Regions from separate parts of the Hordeum vulgare genome. Here region 2 is linked to region 1. The links are chromatin contacts, called in public Hi-C maps. All regions are on one chromosome and are shown on one strand. The core of a region is the stretch at or near the end of the contact, and the rest is flanking DNA. Distances in the headings are between cores, read along the strand shown.

What was found. A called contact is a pair of places that touch in the nucleus more often than the background predicts.
Region 2: a contact with region 1 is called in a Hi-C map of seedling, with 5 times the contacts expected there. The contact joins the promoter of LOC123439946 here to the promoter of LOC123443842 in region 1. A contact is called at or near these places in 4 of 6 Hi-C or Micro-C datasets (leaf and seedling).

What each region holds. Positions count from the first base shown.
Region 1 is chr3H:353,349,599-353,354,741 of MorexV3_pseudomolecules_assembly, reverse strand. It overlaps LOC123443842, which reads left to right and starts at 1,483. Exons shown (of 9, transcript XM_045120372.1): 1 at 1,483-1,777; 2 at 2,991-3,105; 3 at 3,450-3,556; 4 at 3,871-3,996; 5 at 4,105-4,225; 6 at 4,315-4,399; 7 at 4,483-4,596; 8 at 4,684-4,723; 9 at 4,936-5,143. The coding sequence starts at 1,574. The coding sequence ends at 5,088.
Region 2 is chr3H:353,685,040-353,690,379 of MorexV3_pseudomolecules_assembly, reverse strand. It overlaps LOC123439946 (AAA-ATPase At3g50940-like), which reads right to left and starts at 2,406. Exons shown (of 2, transcript XM_045116561.1): 1 at 1,280-2,406; 2 at 596-1,187. The coding sequence starts at 2,269. The coding sequence ends at 720. It overlaps LOC123441755, which reads left to right. Exons shown (of 4, transcript XM_045118009.1): 3 at 1-9; 4 at 188-292. The coding sequence ends at 292.

The DNA.
Region 1 (5,143 bases), core at 234-2,733:
CCGTGGATGTGTTGTTTTCACTGCTAGCAGATCCAGTCTCATCTATGCTACCAACGATATGTGTAACTTAGTCTATTGTTCCAGCCAACTACCTAATATTCCATGTGCAACTTCTCTACCTTCGTACTTTTAGATGTGTATTTTCAGTTGGCGGGGAAAAGGACGAAATTATACATAGTCTACTAGGCAGTTGGCCGAGGCAACTTATGAAGTTGCAAATCTCATTGGCAAGGATAGTTGAATGGTGAAAATTGTATATTCATGAGGTAGTGAAAAGTTGCATATAGACATAGTGGTAAAGTTCCATAACTCACTACTGGGGGTGATTTGGACGGGTTACTAGCAGGGAAAACTACACTTTCATTGGTTACGGGAAAAGTTGCACATCATTGTTAGGCAGTTGGTCGGGACAACATCTGAAGTTGCACGTCCATTGTTAGACAGTTGACCGAGACATCAAACGTAAAAACTGCAATCAACGGTGAGGAGGAAAGTTGCACCTCGACTACTAGGCAGTTGGCCCAAGCATCTGGCAAAGTTGCACATATCACTTGTAGGGAGTAGTTTGGAGTGGAGGTGTCATCAATAAAAGAAGCATTTCCATCAGTAGGGGATAAAGTTGCACATCGACTTTCACTTGGTTGTACATCAACTGCTAGACAGTTGCGCCAAACAAAGACTAAATTGCGCATAAAAAAGTTCAATGAAACATACCCATGCGGGATCTAGTTTTGAAGAGCACCTCTCGAGGATTTCTACGGTGAAAGTGGATCTTAATTCTGATGACAAGTCAAAGTTATGACATTTTTTACTAGAAAAATGAAAACCGAAATTAATGTGTTCACACCTATTCCCATCAATGAATATTAAACTTCCACAAGTATAGAGAAAGTTCCACACTGACTCTTAGTCAGTTGCACATCAACTGCGAGGCAGTTGTATCAAACGGAAAATAAATTGTATACATAAAGTTCGTCGGAACATACCCGTATAAGATCTAGTTTTAAAAGGTACATCAAGAGCATTCCAATAATGAAAGCGGGTCATAATTCTGACATTTGAGTCAAAAGTTATAACTTTTTTTAGAAAAGCAAAAACAGAAATTAAATGTGTTTACCTGAGTTTGCATCTTTACGATTAAAGAGAAAGTTGCACATCAACTGTGAGCAAGTTGCACATCGATTACTGGACAGTTACATCAAACGGGGATAAAATTGCATGCAAAAAACATCAAAACATATCCATACGGAATCTAGTTTCAAAGAACACGCCATGATGGTTCTAACGTGAAAACGGATCTTAATTCGAACGCACAATTTAAAAGTTAAGGCTTTAAAAAAATTTAATAACCCAAAGTAAATGGGTTCACATTTACTGTATTCATATGGTTGCCAGGTAAAAAAAGTCCCTCTCGCAACGCACTTGGGATGCACCAACAGAAAATTTCTGTGTTTCTCAAAAAAAAAAAGAAAAAAACAGAAAATATCTGCATTCACCTCTCATCTTCGGTTCGTCCCGGATCACGAGTCTCCAAACCCAAACCCCAGAGGGGTCAGGAGGATCCAGCGTGGCGATGGGGGAGGCGGACGCGGACGCGGACGCGAGCAATGGCGGCGGGGATCCGCAGAAGCTGAAGCGGATCGGGGCGGGAGCGTACGATTACGAGAACGATGCACGGTGGGCGGGCTACTGGTCCAACGTCCTCGTCCCGCCCCACCTGGCCTCCCGCCCCGACGTCGTCGATCACTTCAAGCGCAAGTTCTACCAGCGATACATCGTAAGCCCCCCCCCCCCCCCCCCCCCCAGGACGGCCTCTCCTGGTTTTCGGATTGGGCGGATAACTGCTAGTATGATCTGTTTGACTTAGCTCCGGTGTGTTCATTTCGGGGAGAATTAATCGTTGAATTGGATGCTGTAAGAATCCAATTGGCTGTTAATAAGAAAGAAAGTATTTCATTATACTATCCCACATTTATAAACTCGGTGTGCCTATACTTTGATACTGCATTGCAATGTCTTCTTGAGGAAATGAGAGTGCTTCATCTGATTGATACGGCTTAATGTAGCTCAAACATCAGCACGCCCATGTTAGTCTTCCACATGGATTGTTGTTAGGGCATAATAAATGTGTCTCAGTGGCGAAATTTAATTTAATAAACACATATACACGTTCTTCTGTGCTTTACCGTTCATTTGTACACGAAATGTTAGCTGCCTCCGATTTGTATGTTCTTTTGACGAAATAACTGATACTCACGTGGTTTTTGCCTCTAGGAGGTACATGAATTCTTTGCACTTTTTTCTTCGACAGGGTGGATCTCTTTGTATGGCCAATAGCCCAATGCTAGCCTTGAGCATGTTGCTTGCTGTTCCCTTTGGATTGAGTTATGATGCTGCATGGTATCAGTTGATGCAAAAGAATTAGGATTGGTAAATTGTGTGCAAGTACTGGGAGATGTAGCTTCCTTATCAACAGTCTGAACTTCTCGCTTTTTTCTAACCGCAACACCACCATTCACAGTTGTGCAGTTAGTCTTTCGAAGAATTAACAGTTTGTTTTACTTTTATTAACCATTTATGCCTTTGTATCTTACATGGTCGACTTGCTTTTCTCTCCTGTCCGAAAGGATGACATGTTCAACTTCTGGCTGCTAAATACTAGCATTGTTGTTGAGAGATGCAAACCGTATTCGTTAAAGAAAGTCTTAACCACTCATGTTAGTTAGTGAAAAGTGACTCTTCTGTGGCTACCATCCAATTACTTTTGCATATTTGCTGGTTCTCCATTTGGTCGTATGTTCTGTTATCACCCTTAATGTTTCTATCCACTTCTCGACAGTGTAACGATAGTTTTACTTGTTCACCTTACAACTTATTTGCTGATTGCAATTGAACCTTCTCAAACTGAGAGTCATATCCAAGTTAAATAATAAGGGTATAACAATTGACTGTTAAAATTACTAACATTCCTTCTTTGCATCTCATCACAGGACCCTGATTTGGTGGTTGAGCCAATATCTTCCACAAGTTCAACTCAATCAAACAGATCAGCAGCAAGTTCTTCATCTACACCATCCAGTGAGAATGCCCGAGCTCGTGACACAGGTGTGGTGACAAAGAAACATGGCACTTGATGTTTTTCACCTGAAGGAAGTGGCAATATTCTTGGGACAAGGGATTCCGGGAATTGTTTCTTACCATCTACATTATTATATGTTCTGTGTTCTCAACAGTGTAGTTTCTCTGTTCTACTTGTCGTCTTTGTAGTCAGCCAGGGTTCAGCAAAGTTGCTGCCTATAATTTTTTTTTACTCCGGTGCTGAATAAACTACCTTTGGGATGACAATTGGAACTAACTGGAAAATAGCTGTCACTATGTTTTCTATCATATCACATCAGTCTGAACTCTGCAGATTCGTAACTGTTTTTTGCTTCTTCTTTCTTATGTAGGATCTAGTGCGAGATCAACTGGAGCATCCCAATCACCACCAACAGAAAGGACAGGAAACTCTTTACGGTTCGATGGACGAACCATACATTTCTCTATCAATGCTTGGGTATGGATAGCTACCTTGTGTTCTTCAATGTAGGAAAGCATATTCATATTCTATACTCGCTGTCAGCATAAGTTGTATTATTATCGTCTTATGTTCCGTTCTCTTTAGACATTTCACTTATTTCGCCGATTACAAATTTTGTTCTTAGGCCCTGGTCTCTCTTTCTCATGTGTGAGCCACTCAACTACTGATATCGTATATGCCAAGTAGCTTCACCAGCAAAAATAAATGCCATGACCCTATATCATTGTCTCTTAATATATTTTTTTACAGTGTCATAATGAAATATGGTGTTATCAACTGCGGTTTTGCAGGTATTGTTTGTTGCTAGTCTTGGAATACTTCCAATTCTACCGAAAGATGTCGCAAGCAAAGCATATAGACTTTCGTTGCTAGGAACAATATGCTCGTCAGCATATTCTTTATACTGCACTTATGGGGTAGGTGTCTGGTTATCTGAATGAATAGATATATAGCTTTTTCTTTTTTTTGTTTGTACCAATTTCCCACGCTTTCTTAATCCTGACCCCCCTCCCCCCTGCCTGTAGAAACCAAGAGCATGGAACATGCCTGCAATTCAGCCTTGGCTGCAGTCTATAATTGTAGCCAAGGACTTTGTTCATTTGATGTTCTCTCTTATGATGTTCACATCAAATGTACGCTTTAAGAGTAAGCCATGCTTCCTTTTCCTGCTTTTTTCAATTTTGCGAGTCTAATCTCTGTTCTCGCCTTAGCAGTTTCATTTTTCTTTTATTCAGTTGTTCTACTGCCTGTGCTTTGCTGGACACTTGATCATGTTGCTAGATTCCTGAGGCGTAATTTTGCACGCTCTTCTCTCTACAGGTAAGTCACTGATTTCTGCAATTAAATCTCACCTTTGTATCAACACTTGCAATTACTGATTTTGTTTTAATTTCATTCTTTAGGAGGTACATGGAGGAGCCTTGTTTGTGGGTGGAAACAAACAACACTACAATCAGCCTTCTTTGTTCAAATGCTGAAATTACCCTTGGCTTTCTTATGATCGTATCACTTTTCTCGTATGTGCATTCACTTCTCACTGAACTATTTGGAGAACTTTTTTGAATCTAAACTCACATCAGTGCCATGCTTGCTTTCTCATGCAGGTGGAAACGCAACATAATTCAGACATTCATGTACTTTCATGTGAGTTGTCCTGCCTAAACAAGAGTTCTTCTTGTCTTTTACTTTTGTTGTGTTTCTGCTTTCATGAGTTTGAGAACATGAGGACACTTAGGTTGAATATTTGCATCTTGTTGGCCACATTACCACCACATGCATCTACTGAAACACTCGTTGCAGTGCATTCACAACTGTGTTGGCTAACTAACTTTTCCGTACCCATCCATTTTGTACAGCTGCTGAAGTTGATGTACCATGCTCCTGTAACATCGGGTTATCATCAGAGTGTGTGGGCGAGAATTGGCCGGGCCATAAACCCTCACATTCATCGGTACACGCCATTCCTCAACACACCCATTTCAGCAGTCCAAAGATGGTGGCTGAGATAGAAGGCATGGATCGTGCCACACCTATGTATCCCTTGATCACCTCTACATATAGAGA
Region 2 (5,340 bases), core at 1,157-3,656, 330 kb before region 1:
TTTCTTCAGGTAAATTGTTCAGTGTGTTTATTTACTTAATTTGTACAGCCAGCAGCTTTGCTTATATTAATAAGGACCTTATCTGCCTACCGCTCCTTTTTTAAATATTAAAACAAGACCATGTCTATGCTCATTTATTTTTTGAGATATGCTGTTCATTATTTTCTAACATGCACTGCACACACAGTGCGCAGGGTGCCAGGCGTATCACAAGTTTGTTGACAATCTTGGTCTAATTGTTGAATATGACCTACGAGATGAAAATGGGGTGAACACTTGTACTGAAGACTGATTTGGAATGTGTTATTACAAGTCAGACATGCTAAGTTTCGTCTAAAAACATTCGGTTTGAGTCTTGACAAAATTGATTGTTTTAACCTCGTAGACTGCTTATATTGAACAGTATTTGTGCGTTGAAATTGCTACCAATACTCAGTTCATAACTGGCTTTATATGCTTTCAAATACTCCCTCCGTCCCAAAATTCTTGTCTTAGATTTGTCTAGATATGAATGTATCTAGTCACGTTTTAGTATTTTGATACATTCATTTCTAGACAAACCTAAGACAAGAATTTTGGGACGGAGGGAGTAGTATAACTGTTCACAATACCAGATATTTATATTGTTACCAAAAAATTGATCTCTTATTATAGCAAAACGATACATTGTTGCTGGAAGTTTCTGGCACTAATTATATGATACTCACACTGTATACGCATCATTCTTTGCTCCCATCTTGCTGATCTTCATTGTCTAGGACATCACTTTTCGTCATCATCTCTTTCTCTTGTTCTTCCTCCTTCGCCACCTGGTCCACATTTTCCATTTTGCCAGCGCCATCTTTCTTTCTCTTGAGGAACTGGATAAGACCTTCAAGTGCGATGTCTGTCTCTTCATTCCTCATGAGCACCTCCGCGACCTCTGCTGGAGTCACCATGACCTCTTTGATCATTTCTTCTATCTCCTGGTATGTGGCATGGTGATCTATAGAGTGGTAGTTGGAGGCCAAGATTCGAAACGACTCTGGGCAGCAGTACCCCATGTGAATGTGCATGTCCATCCTGCCAGGGCGCAGAAGCGCAGGGTCGAGCCTTTCTTTGTAGTTTGTTGTGAAGATAATTATCCTCTCCTCTCCACTTGTTGACCAAAGCCCGTCAACGAAATTGAGTAGCCCGGATAGTGTCACCTGTTGGAGATAGCACATAACACATCAGAATGGAAAGGAAACTAAGGAACTAAGCAATGCAAGGGGAGTATGATTCCAAGTATCTATCTAACCTTGTCCTCTGAAGGGTTGGATTTGGTGCCCTCCTGACCTTCCTCCCGCTGTTGCAGCTCGACAGTGCAGTCAATGTCCTCAATGACAAGAATTGACCGGTTGGTCATCCCAATGAGCAACCTCCGAAGTGTTGAGTTCCAGTTGACCTCAGTGAGCTCAAGATCATATACATCAAATTTGAGGTAATTGGCCATTGCTGCAATCATGCTTGACTTGCCAGTCCCAGGTGGGCCATACAGCAGGTACCCTCGTTTCCACGCCTTGCCGATCTTTTTGTAGTATTCCTTTCTTTTGACAAACCTCTCGAGATCATCCATGACTGACTGCTTGAGCTTGTGATCCATGGCGAGGGTGCTGAAGGTTGATGGGTGGTGGAGATCAATGGCAAACCACGACTCACCTTCGTTCATGTAGATCTTGAGCGTCCTGTTCTGCTCCTTGACTTTCTTGGCCACGGCGAGGATGTGAGGGAGGTAGGAGGTAAGGGCTTTGTCCTTGTGCTTTCTGTGGAAGCTCATCTCGAAGGACCGGACCTCAAGCTTGAAATTGCCGCTGCCGCCACGGCCGTTGCCGTTGCTGCTGCTGGCGCTGGAGTTGTCCCGGCAGACAAGGCGCCACTTGAACTCGGTGCCCTCGTGGACATCTGCCATCTCTTCGCCCTCCTCCATGCTGAACATCATGCTCTTGGTCTCATCGACGCGGCTGACCCGGAGGCGCTGCATGTCGGTGTTGATCCGCGTCGCCAGGTACGCCCGCGCGGCGTCGTAGAGCTGGTTGTTGGCCCACCCCTCGGTCTCCTCTATGATGATGGTGTGCTGGGAGGACATGTGCGAGCGAAGGTAGCCCATGCCGGAGAAGAGCAGGTCACGCACCTCGTACGGCACCAGCTCATTGACGACGCCCCGCACCAGCATCGCGGACGCCGCGAGGGAGGCCGCCGTGGTGACGGCCTTCTTGTACGACTCCATGGCCTTGTCGTAGGAGGCCATGGCTACAGGCCTCCTCTGCTTTCGCCTCTCACTTTCCTTCACGACCAAGTAGTGCTGGGAGATTTGAACCTTCCAAGTGATGGTGCTGGTCGGTGTTGAATGGGGGCGTTTAGCTGGCGTGGGGTTTTATAGCTGGTTTGGTTTGCGTCGAAATGGTTGGGTGACGGGTGAGTCAGTCAAGCTATATAATACTGGTCTGATTGGTAGTGCGTTGTCCAGAAAGGAGGCCTTGGCCAAAGTAGAAAAATGGCATCGCACTACTTGATGGTTTTTTTTCTCAATGGCACGGCCATGTTCCTTGGGTGGCCGTGCAAAACAAACGCCAGAAATGTCCATGGTTGGGTATTGAAAAAGCTTAAAGCAAGCAGAACCGACTAACTTCTGGACCCCCACTTTGAGTTTGAGGTCTCTTTATGCCTGCTGTTGAGTACTAGTACTAGTATACCTGTTGATACTCGAATGCATTGTCGATAAACCAAATGATGTAGTACGTATGTGCCTGAGAATCATGAGCATATTTGTTTCCAAGGCCTCCGGTACGGTAGTGAAAACACATGCTTTTGTTTTGGTGCTGTCAGGTACTCTACCATACTACAGTATATGTCATTTTAGCAGTTCAAATTTCCTGTTTGAATTTGCTTTTTTATTGCTACAGTATTGGGTAATCTGTTCAAATTTGTTGAAGGTGTACAACACGAGGGACACATGTATGATTAACATGCTGCCAAGGAATGGTTGCACACGCATAATGACGTTTTTTATGCTTTTTTGGAACCGTGCGCATGGTAAAGCAAGTTTACAACTGTCTTCATAGGCTTGACGGCCAAGTTTGCGTGATGAATAGTATGCCACTTGTAGCTGTCGGCAGTTGGCTTCGAGTTTCCATAGGAAATTTCTGCAGCCACAACCGACGTGTTTCCTTTTGGTCTTGTGTCCCCGTCACGTTTCCATGCCCGGCATACGCGAGATTCCGGCTGCTGCTGACTAACAACGGTTGACGCCCGAGTTGCATTGATTTAGGTATCGTGCATGCGAAGGAAGGGGTTTTTCATTTCATTTTCGTGTGTGTTGTGTTGCCACCCTAAAAAAGAAAGAAAGAAAGAACAAACATGTGTTGCCACTTGCCACAGTTTCCCTGCGTAGATCACCATGACATGACAGTTTGAAGGAGCAGCTCAGTTTGTGATTCACTTTTTACACAATTTTTTGTGATTTTTGGAAGCTAATGAAGTAGGCTGGGCCAATGGATGGGCTGCATGCCTGCGCACTCCATTCTGCATCACATAATTCTCTGTGTTTTAAACATACTTCTATGCGTACAACAGTCGTATTACATATGATTGTTGCTCCTTATTAGAGAAGAATAGGCTTGACAGCTCCGATTTCATTAATAATAATATTGTTGTAAGCATCAGGAAGGATGGACAGGGTTGCTGGTCAGCGTAAAAAAGCACTTTGATCGCGTGCATCTAACTTTCTGATTGAACAGGATGGACCAGGGGTGCTACTTTTGGTCGAGTCGAATAGGCTGTGTAGAATGACGAGTCATGAGGCTTGACGTGTCCTCAGTGCCGTGGTTTGGTTGGGTTAGGAGAAGAAAGCGAGAGATTGGCCGGGAAGCGAAAACATCACTTCAATTAGGCACGGCGTACGACTGCCAGTGGACTCGTGCTTGTAGGAATTGACACTTTTCACTTGCCACAGAAATGGTATCCGACGTGCCAGTGCGCCAAGCAAGCATGTGCCACTCCTACTAGGCAACGTATCGTGCAGAGCTTTGCCCAAACAGAGGATGTTCCATTCCATCCAATCGATCGCTGAAAGCGAAGGCCCCATCATCATCAATCAGCAACATAGCCTAAGGCGCGGTGCTCTCCACGTACGTCCGCCGCCCTCGGAGTGGATGCGTCCAACCGCGTACCGCGGGAGGGATCCCGCCAGCCGTTCTTTACTTGCTTTGTTTTTTCTTTTGATGAAAGGCTTTGTTTTTCCTTTTGCGGGGAAGAAACGCTTTGTTTTCGGTTTTGTTGGTAGTAGTACAACGGAGAGCTTCTTCCACTCCCCGATGCCAAAAGAAAGAGGGGAAAATCTAAGTTACGACGCCGCACAGCGTCGTATTCTGTCACAGTAATGCTACAGTGCGTCGCATAGTGCAACACTATTTTGCTATAGGAGAGCTATATATTGTCATGAAGGCTTATACTACACAGAGCTGTTTGCTTTTGCATGATACAGTGACGTGAGGTGATGCTACCTGGCACATGCATTGCTTGTCCTGGTGCTTTTTTTCACTACCACATCCTACTCTTTCTCTCTCTCACACACACATCTGAAATGAGTAATGCATGCATGCTTGGTTTACTTTTCTTCACTACATAGAATACTCGTGGTAATGAGGTGGCGGTTGTGCATGAACGCTATAAAATAACTGGCCACTAGTTATAATTTAAGTGGCAAGCGTTGCAAAATAATACGACAACTATAGTGTTTATAACAACTGACAAGCTTATATGAGATTTGAGTAGAATTTAATTGACCAACACAACAAAACACTACCACAACTACGTTTCAGAAGAATCAAATGTCCTTTTATTACGACACAACATAACAATCGAGGATAGAATTCAACAGATAAATACAGTAAAGACTGTGACAACTATTTTTTTAAATGACTAACAAGTTGTACGAGATACTATGATAACGAGATAGGATTAAAATGACAAGCACAAAAAATATATGTGGCAACTGTGATTCTATAAGCACCTACAAGCTTTATGAAACCACATGACAACTTAGTAGAATAAAAATGACAAGCACATAAAAAAATTGGGGACTGCATTTATAAGCATCGACAATCTTTGCACGAAACGACATCACAAAATATGACAATTAAGTTATTTTTATTGGGCAAGTAAGTGGTTAATAATATAGCAAGTGAGTGGAACAATGTGGCAATTACGAAAGGAAAAAAAGTTTGTAGAAACATGTCGACATGGGATCTAGTTTCGAAGACCTTGTCGCGACAAAGCAAACGGTGAAAACAGATCATCGATTGAATTAACGGTTTTAAA